Linked DNA regions of Mus musculus: regions 1 and 2 are each linked to region 3. A link is a contact called in public Hi-C and promoter capture Hi-C data. All regions are on one chromosome and are shown on one strand. The core of a region is the stretch at or near the end of the contact, and the rest is flanking DNA. Distances in the headings are between cores, read along the strand shown.

Region 1 (3,009 bases), core at 213-2,712, 190 kb before region 3:
GAATGAACCCACCACGTCCTGAAACTAGTTATGTTCAAGACAAGCAGCTGTGCTTCAGCAGGACATCTTCAGGGGGATCGTTTGTGGCCACCAATGTCCCCGCAGCAGCTCCCATTCCTGACCTCTTTCCACCCTGTCAAATCACTGACCTGAAGGCCAGCATCCAAGGGCAGAACCTGGTGAATCTGACGTGGACGGCTCCTGGGGATGACTACGACCACGGGAGAGGTGAGACTGATGCGCAGACCCTAGAGAGGCGCTCACCCACCAAGCAGAGGTTGTGCTGGGAGGAGGAGAAGACAGAAGGCGGGAATCTCAAATGGCTTCTGAAATTAAAGGCACACGGTTTTTTAAATCTAAGAAGCCGACCTTCTTAAGTAACAAGATGTTTTTATGTAGGAAAAGAAAACTTCAGGATTTTGTGTTTCATTTTTGTCTGTCTGTTTGTTTGTTTGTTTCTGACGAATACGTTTTTTTAGAGTTCCTAGAAAAAGACTCTAGAATAGAGAGTAAATATCTTTGAAGGAAATTTCCCCACTTGCTAGACATTGACTCTCAAACATAAAAGTTAGGTCTGGGGTAGAGCCTACGCTCCTCTGTTTCTAGAACGCATTTATGAAATGTATGGGCAGCTGTCTGACCTGAAGAACTAGGATCTGTGTTTTAAGAACCTTATAAATTAGAAGCTGTGTTTTAAGGTCCTCTGAGCATGTTAGTGTTCAAGAAACACTAGCACCAACCTCCCTTCCAAGTAAAGGAGTACTAAGCAATGAGCACCCTCCTTTCCCAGCCAAGCACCAGGCTCAGATACTTTGACAGAGGCTTTGAGCCATCATTGAACCAACTTTGCTAAGAGTAACATGTGTGCACAGTAGGTGACAGCCCTTGTAAATACGGTTACTCAGTTCCATTCATCTGTTGTAACGTCATTGAGATGATGTAATTCCTAATAGTTTTTAAAGGTTAAGACTTGATCATTACATCCTCTCTCACTACTTTAATTTTTATTTTTTATTTAAGCTTCCAACTACATCATCCGAATGAGCACCAGTATCGTTGATCTCAGGGACCACTTCAACACCTCACTCCAAGTGAACACTACCGGTCTTATCCCCAAAGAGGCCAGCTCTGAGGAAATCTTTGAGTTTGAACTGGGAGGCAACACTTTTGGAAATGGCACAGATATCTTCATTGCTATCCAGGCTGTGGATAAGTCCAATCTGAAATCAGAAATCTCCAACATTGCACGGGTGTCTGTGTTCATCCCCGCTCAGGAGCCGCCCATTCCCGAAGACTCAACTCCCCCTTGTCCTGACATCAGCATCAACAGCACCATTCCTGGCATCCACGTGCTGAAGATAATGTGGAAGTGGCTAGGGGAAATGCAGGTGACACTAGGTTTGCACTGAATTTTCAGGCAAGAAATCAACCAGTCATTCCTTTCACTGGAGAATTTTCTAAAAATGTACTTTAGACTTCCTGTAGGGGGCGGTATAGTAACACTCGAAGCTGTAAAACTGGGTCTGGGTGCATTAAAAATTATCTGTTCAAATACAAAAGTTTTATCACTGCTCGGTCTTTGGATGGTAATTTGAATGCTTGCAAGTGTTGCTTGTATCAGAAGATGGGAGTAGATTTGAATTTGTCCTAAGGAACTCAGTCAGCTAAAAATAAGACTCAATTGCAGTTAATCTACTAACTAGTAAACTATCAGAAATGCCTACCAAACTATTTAAATACAAGAGTTCTGGTTTCTTATTTAGGACCTTGGACTAACATCAGCAAGAATGTGTCTTCTTTTCTTCTCATTCTCATTCATCGGAATGAGGATGAGACAGGTATGGAAGGGAGAAATTACACATTGGAGGTCCCATTGGGTTTAGAAATGCATACTATGTGCCTGAATGCACATAGTCAGTGATGCTTAAAGCCACAGTGGAAAGAAATGAGAAGAGGTAGGTAGATTCAGGGCGAGTGATAAAGAAATTATAATATATTTCATAATCTTTTTTTACAAATATTCTATTAGCAAGAGGAAGAGAATGAGCCTGGTGTGGGCTTTTGAAACCTCATCTCTCACCCCTAGTGAAATACCTTTTCCAAAGGCCTTGCCTAATCTTCCCAAAACAGTTCTACCAGCAAAGGACCAAGCGCTTAAATATGGGAGCCTATGGGAGCCACTTGTATTCAAACCACCACAACAGCTTACAAATATGAGCTTAATTAACGATACTCAGGTAAACCCATGGATGATGCCCAACTGCTAATAAAATAAGCCATTATTTCTACAGACATCCAGGAGGTATTTCTTTACTTTCAGACCTTCCTTATAAGAAAACAGACTTTTAGGGCAAGCAAAGTCACAAGTAACAGCGAAAAGCAGATAAAAGAGACTTATTCAGTGTCCGGCACACTGGGAAGCAAAAGAAGTCTAGGGATCGTCCTCCCCATTTCCATATTCAAAGCACTAATGTGGGGTTTCATTTAAATAGGAGGTGGAGTCTGGGTCAAGATGTGGCCCTGTCCATCAGTGATCCAGGATTGTCAGTCATGCAAAGTGCTCTATGAGCTGTCAAACCTGGGTTCCAAGAGACAAGTCCTTCCTCTAGCAAGAACCAAGACTGGGAAGTCTTTCCCTTTTTCCAAAAACAGACTCTGAAAATTCCAATTCTTTAGGGATTGTCTTTTGTTTTGTTTTGTTTTGTTTGAATTAGGATAGAATTTTATTTTTATTAGATATTTTCTTTATTTACATTTCAAATGTTATCCCCTTTCCTGGTTTACCCCTGGAAGCCTCCATCCCATCCCCCTCCTCCTGCTTCCATGAGGGTGTTCAAGCACCCACCCACCCACTCCCACCTGCTTGCCCTGGCATTCGCCTACACTGGGGCATCAAGTCTTCACAGGACCAAGGGCCTCTCCTCTCATTGATGTCCAACAAGGCCATCCTCTGCTATATATATGGATGAAGCCATGGGTCACTCCACTTAGTTAGGATTACGACTGCTG
Region 2 (2,700 bases), core at 115-2,614, 160 kb before region 3:
TGTCAATCAAGGATCAGGGAGGGGCTCAAGGGGCTTTGCTTTCTGGGCTAACTATAGGCTCTTGATGCTTTCTCATGGAGAGGCTGTCACTGTTTTCAGTTGTATACTCATGACGAGCTCACTGGCCTCCAACATAGATTCCTGAGCCATGGCCTCATAGATGGCCCTAACTGAACTTAGCAGGTCACAAAGCAAAAAAAGATGTGCATGTAGCTATGCCAGAAAGATTTTGCTGACAGGACCCTGATATGGCTCTCTCTTGTGAGGCTATGACAGTGCCTGGCAAATACAGAAGTGGCTGTTCACAGTCAGCTATTGGATGGAACACAGGGCCCCTAACGAAGGAGCTAGAGAAAGTACCCGAGAAGCTAAAGGGGTCTGCAGCCCTATAGGTGGAACAACAATATGAACCCCCCAGTACCCTCCCTCCTACCCACTAGAGTTCAGTCTGTAGCTGCATATATAGCAGAGGAGGGCCTAGTCGGCCATCAATGGGAGGAGAGGCCCTTGGTCTTGCAAAGATCATATGCCCCAGCACAGGGGAATGCCAGGGCAAGGAAGCAGGAGTGGGTGGGTTGGGGAGCAGGGTGGAGGGAGGGTATAGGGGGCTTTAGGAATAGCATTTGAAATGTAAATAAAGAAAATATCTAATAAAAGAAAAGAAGAAAAACATGCATGTAGCAACCGGACTTGTAGGGAGGTAGGGAGAGAGGGTGACTGGAGATGTGGGAAAAGAAAACAGAATGGGTTATGTGTGTTCTTTCAAAGATCAAATTCAGTTATTTAAATTCTATGTTGTGTATCCTTCCTCAACAGTGACGAGCAAAGTATGACGTTGAAAAACAAGTTCTATTCCTATATAGTAGGGATGGTCTGTTTGTTTGCTTGCTTGTTTACTGTGATAACTCGACTTTATCAAATCTCCTTAAATGTAGGAGATGCTTTACAGCCTTGTGTTTCAAGCTCATTTTACCTAGCATTTTATTTATATCATTATTGTATAGATGACAGAGAGAATAGGTAATAAGTGATTTGCTCTTTAAAATGCAGGCAGGGCTCTAGAATGGATAAACATTTTATTGTGGTTTTATTTTATGATCCTATTCTATAAAAATAAGAAAGTCTTTGTGTATGCTTAGGAAATTAACTGAAAATGGGAAGCAGCATATTGTGTCTCAAGAAGAAAGGATGCTATGTATTTTATAATTTTCTGATCACTTTAAACAATACCAAACAAAAAACTGTTATGTAACCTGGCTATGTGTATCCTATACATGAACATTGACCTTTAAACAGTCACCATCCCTCAATGAGCTAACAGGTGATGTTTAGGAGTATATATAGACCTGCCAAGAGACACAGAGAAACAAAGGCCTCTGGGTGACCAGGCTGGAATGATGGCTTTCTCCAGAGGGCCTGTTTTCCTCCTCCTCCTCCTGTACCTGCTTTGGGGGTCAGACACTTCCTTGATAAGGCTGAATGAGAATGGTTATGAAGACATCATTATTGCCATTGATCCTGCTGTGCCAGAAGATACAACAATAATTGAACACATAAAGGTAAGAAAATCAGGCTTTCTCCTATTTGAGTTATGAAGAATAAAAATGTTAATAGTAATAGTAAGAGTTACTGTGAAAACCTCTGAATGCTTTGAGAAGTTTGAAAACAGAGCAGACAGTTTTAGAAGGCATGGAGTGAGATGAAGGCTCTAACACATTCCAGATGAAGGTTCTAGAGGTTCTAGAAGAGATATGATCTTCTCACCTTAAGATCAAAGACAAAGCAGAGAGCCTCTGTGATCTCAGCCTCCTTGTCTGTCATTTAGAAGTTGGATTCTCATTCTGTTTTTGTAATTTTTTTAATTATTGTGCATGCATACACATATGCTTGTTGAACCATTGAGGAAAGAGAAGTAACTGAAAAGAGAAAGGAAATATAGGTATGCCTTCTTTTCCAGGACATCAGTAATATCAGAGTGAGTGGGAGAGTAGGTATGAGGTTAGTAGGTTACTGTGGAGCACGCTGCCTCAGAAGAGCAAGGCAAAGCAGAGCACAGCTGTAATAGGCAAGAGTGTAAGTCACTGTTTCCTGCAGGGAAGCCCTCAGAGAAGCCCCACTGATGATATGACATGTGAGCAGACGCCAAGACGAGAGCCTTATGTGGGTAATAGCAGGTCACATAATCAAGGAAACAGTGAATAAGCTGGAGGAAGGGTGTCTGTCTTACACTGAAGCTGGGAGAGGCTTATGCACAGAGGCAGAGCCCAGAGCTTTGGAAAGTAATGAGACTCCATGAAAGAGCTTAGTGGAGGATGTGGACCCTTTGGGGTCTATTCTATGACCGCTCTGTCTACCTGAAACCATAGAAGGCTCACTCATATCACATCACTGTATGAATGTAGGATAGGGGTGAAGAAGGAGCCAGGCTGTGGTTATGAACAGGAGTGTTGACTGGGACAAGGTATGAGGAGTGATTCAAGTGATGCTGAACATATTTGGAAAGCATGAAAGACAACACTCTTGTGAAATGTTAAGAGGCAAGGCAAACTTTCCAACTTTGGCTTAACTACTTGTAGAGAACTTTCATCAGCTGGGAAGGGAAACTATAACAAAGAGCTGTGCCTGGGGAGGAGGAGCTAGCTCGAGGTGGTTACAGATTGAAGTCCTTTTTGGCATCCATGACATCTGAATTCATGGGGA
Region 3 (2,811 bases), core at 207-2,706:
TTGAGCTATTAAGGTGATACATTATGTATGCCCAAATTCACCCAAGATAAACAGATGGGGTGCCATAGCAGTGACTCAAGTAGATAGAAAGAAAAATGCTTATAGTGGGGACAGTGTGGGAAGATTTCACAGCCTTTATCAAGCTTGGACTGCAAGCTGGGACAGGCCCAATAGTTGAAGATAAGAACATGAAGGAAAGCTAAGTTTTCCCTGCAACCAGCTGGCTTTTCCCATAGCCTCGGGCAGCTCAGGGATTTCTCATTCCCAGCATAAACCCTGGAAGACTCTATTTACAGTTTTACAAATTAAAGCCATAAAAACAAATTTTAATTAGCAATCTTATGTCAGCATTGACACTTACAACAGCATGTGATGTTTAATAATAGTGTATAATTCTAGTTGAGTTTTTTAAGTGTCAAAGTCCTGCTTGAAGTGCTTTTCCTGCATTCTCTCATGTAGTACTCCCCAGATTGTATAACAGTTTTGTCACAGAGAAGATGAGAGTCTCCATTCCAGACAAGAGAATAGATTTCTCTTATGCTGTATTTTTAAGATTTTTTTTATCACTGTTAATTACATGTATGTGTGTATGACTGTGTGTGGTTGTGTGTGTATGAGTTCAGGTGCCAAAGCAGGCTAGAAGCGTTGAATTCCTGGAACCTAGGGTTACAGATGGATGGGAGTGCCTGGCTTGGTACTGGACACTGCAAGGGCACTGTGTGCTTAAGTGCTAACCCACAGCTCCATGTCCCACACCTGGGAATAAAAAGAAAAACACATTCTCATAATATTTCTGTCTTTAAAGAAACAAAATTTCTTACTACAGATGGCCCTAGGAAACTCTTTTCTTCTTCTTCTTCTTCTTCTTCTTCTTCTTCTTCTTCTTCTTCTTCTTCTTCTTCTTCTTCTTCTTCTTCTTCTTCTTCTTCTTCTTCTTCCTCTTCTTCTTCTTCTTCTGTTGTTTCTGGCTTTTCTTTTTAAAAGGGTCTACTCCATGTGTAACACAGCAATATAAGGCCCCATGCCCTGCTTCAGGAGTTATTACATTTAATCTTCACAACATTCCTTTTTAAAGACCTCATTGACCTCGTTTTGAGTCAGAAAAATTGAGGCTGAGAGAGAAGTTATACTCAGAAAAATAATCTCTTGCTAACAAAATATTTAAAATCTAGTAAGAAGATGTGTTATGTTGGTAAGATGAGCTTAAGCAACAAGACAGAGTACAACAGTGACTCGGGAAAGGTAAAAAACTTTAAGATACTCCAAGAAAAATAATGTGGGAGGATCTTACAGATAAGGTACATCAAGCCTGGGCTGGCACAGTGGAATACTGTCAACAGTTGGAGAAAAGGAAAGTCCCAAGAGATATCAGCATTTCTATCAAATTATGCAAATATTCTGGCCGTGATTCAAATTCCCGAGCGAGGCACACACATAAATGCCCTTCTGTGCTGCTCCTTCTCACTGGAGCAGTGCGACCATGGTGCCAGGGCTGCAGGTCCTTCTGTTCCTCACCCTGCATCTCCTGCAGAACACAGAGAGCTCCATGGTGCATCTCAACAGCAATGGATACGAGGGTGTGGTCATTGCCATTAACCCCAGTGTGCCAGAGGACGAAAGGCTCATCCCAAGCATAAAGGTAAGAAGGGGTTTTATTGTCAGGTCAATAATTCTGTTGCCTGCACATCCAAACTCACACACACAGTTACACACTCACACACACAGTTACACACTCACACACACGGTTTTACCCTCCCAAGGGGCGCTTTGACCGTCTTCATCATGCCTGCAGTATTATCTTCAGTCATGATGGGAATCTGCCTAGCATTATATTTTATTATATAATAAAATCTGTGTTTAACCTGTTAATAATTTATTAACTTGATAAGGTAAGAGACTTCAGAAGAAGAAGAGTTCTCACACTTTATCTTAGTAATGTTGGTTTACACAGTCTATACAGCAAATGTCCTGCCCACTCCTCCAGCTGCTCCTACGTGCTCAACTTTGGAAAACCGAAAATCCTTACCTATCTTACCTTGAAGGAAAACTTACACATGCTTAAAGCTGATGTGTTTCTAATTGCACTTGTTTAATAAAAATGTTTGCATCCTGTGTACTTTGTCCATAGGTCCTTGCAACATCTCCATGCAGTGCTTAGGAGCAGAAGGCTGGGTTCCTCTAAAAATTGAATGAATTATTTGTAGGATTGTAGCAAGTAGCAGGCAGAAGCAAACCAGTCTTATTTGTCTTTATTATTAGCTCTTGAGCCATGCCAGAGTGACTCAATGGGTTATAAATATAGCTGTGTATACATATGTGTAACAATAATAATTGAAGATGAGGTCGTGAATTTGTTAGGGAGAGTGAGGGTTGTGGGAGGAATGGGGGAAGGGTGTAGACACATTCGTATATAAAGTTTACCCAAAAAATGTGTGTTTTTTTAATAATCTGGTCATTTATTTATATGCTCTACTTGGGCAGTAACTCAAAATAAAACAAAAGCAATTTTAATTAACATAGAATATAATAATTACCAGACCTTAAGTTCCCTGTGAGTTTGAACAATGCAATTGTAAAAAAAATTGATTAACACACCACTTGCCTGCAGACTTCTGACTTTCATCCCTGTTATGCCTCACGTCGCATCTCCAATCCAACTGCCACCTGGAGGGGTGGGCAGGTGAAGGTCAGGGTTAGCTTTGGGCATGTGGAAATGAGTTTACGGATCCAAGAGATTCAGTTAAATGTATCCCAGTTTTTCAGTTACTCTGTGCACACACACTTGAGGAAGAGGAGCCTCCGTTTGCTTCT

What was found. Promoter capture Hi-C pulls out the DNA fragments that hold promoters and counts their contacts. A called contact is a pair of places that touch in the nucleus more often than the background predicts.
Region 1: a contact with region 3 is called in a Hi-C map of pancreatic cancer cells, with 4 times the contacts expected there. The contact joins the enhancer-like site here to the promoter of Clca3a2 in region 3. A contact is called at or near these places in 14 of 39 promoter capture datasets (the 3T3-L1 cell line, 3T3-L1-derived adipocytes, the C10 cell line and 8 more), 3 of 15 datasets of contacts at CTCF or cohesin (hippocampal excitatory neurons, pro-B cells and stem cell-derived epiblast-like cells), 70 of 484 Hi-C or Micro-C datasets (the AML12 cell line, the C2C12 cell line, the CH12 cell line and 32 more), 6 of 115 datasets of contacts at active chromatin or transcription factors (embryonic stem cells, intestinal crypt epithelium and pancreatic cancer cells) and 5 of 9 other capture datasets (adipose tissue, embryonic stem cells, liver and 2 more).
Region 2: a contact with region 3 is called in a promoter capture Hi-C map of the SN4741 cell line, with 4 times the contacts expected there. The contact joins the promoter of Clca4a here to the promoter of Clca3a2 in region 3. A contact is called at or near these places in 14 of 39 promoter capture datasets (3T3-L1-derived adipocytes, the SN4741 cell line, Sertoli cells and 8 more), 1 of 484 Hi-C or Micro-C datasets (cerebral cortex), 5 of 115 datasets of contacts at active chromatin or transcription factors (embryonic fibroblasts, embryonic stem cells and intestinal villus epithelium) and 4 of 9 other capture datasets (adipose tissue, embryonic stem cells, liver and 1 more).

The regions. Positions count from the first base shown.
Region 1 is chr3:145,003,099-145,006,107 of GRCm38.p6, reverse strand. Clca1 (chloride channel accessory 1) reads left to right here. Exons shown (of 14, transcript NM_017474.2): 13 at 1-228; 14 at 1,021-1,571. The coding sequence ends at 1,409. Among named protein-coding and RNA genes, the nearest start is that of Clca1, 28 kb to the left of the region's middle. Within about 2 kb of position 1,462, at least 2 of the 459 cell types and tissues checked have an H3K27ac peak or open chromatin away from gene starts, as enhancers often do. A contact at or near this core is called in pancreatic cancer cells, where this site is marked.
Region 2 is chr3:144,973,709-144,976,408 of GRCm38.p6, reverse strand. Clca4a (chloride channel accessory 4A) reads left to right here and starts at 1,364. Exons shown (of 14, transcript NM_207208.3): 1 at 1,364-1,559. The coding sequence starts at 1,395. All of the region lies in intron 2 of Gm35066 (a long non-coding RNA gene), which reads right to left.
Region 3 is chr3:144,818,139-144,820,949 of GRCm38.p6, reverse strand. Clca3a2 (chloride channel accessory 3A2) reads left to right here and starts at 1,456. Exons shown (of 14, transcript NM_030601.3): 1 at 1,456-1,639. The coding sequence starts at 1,481.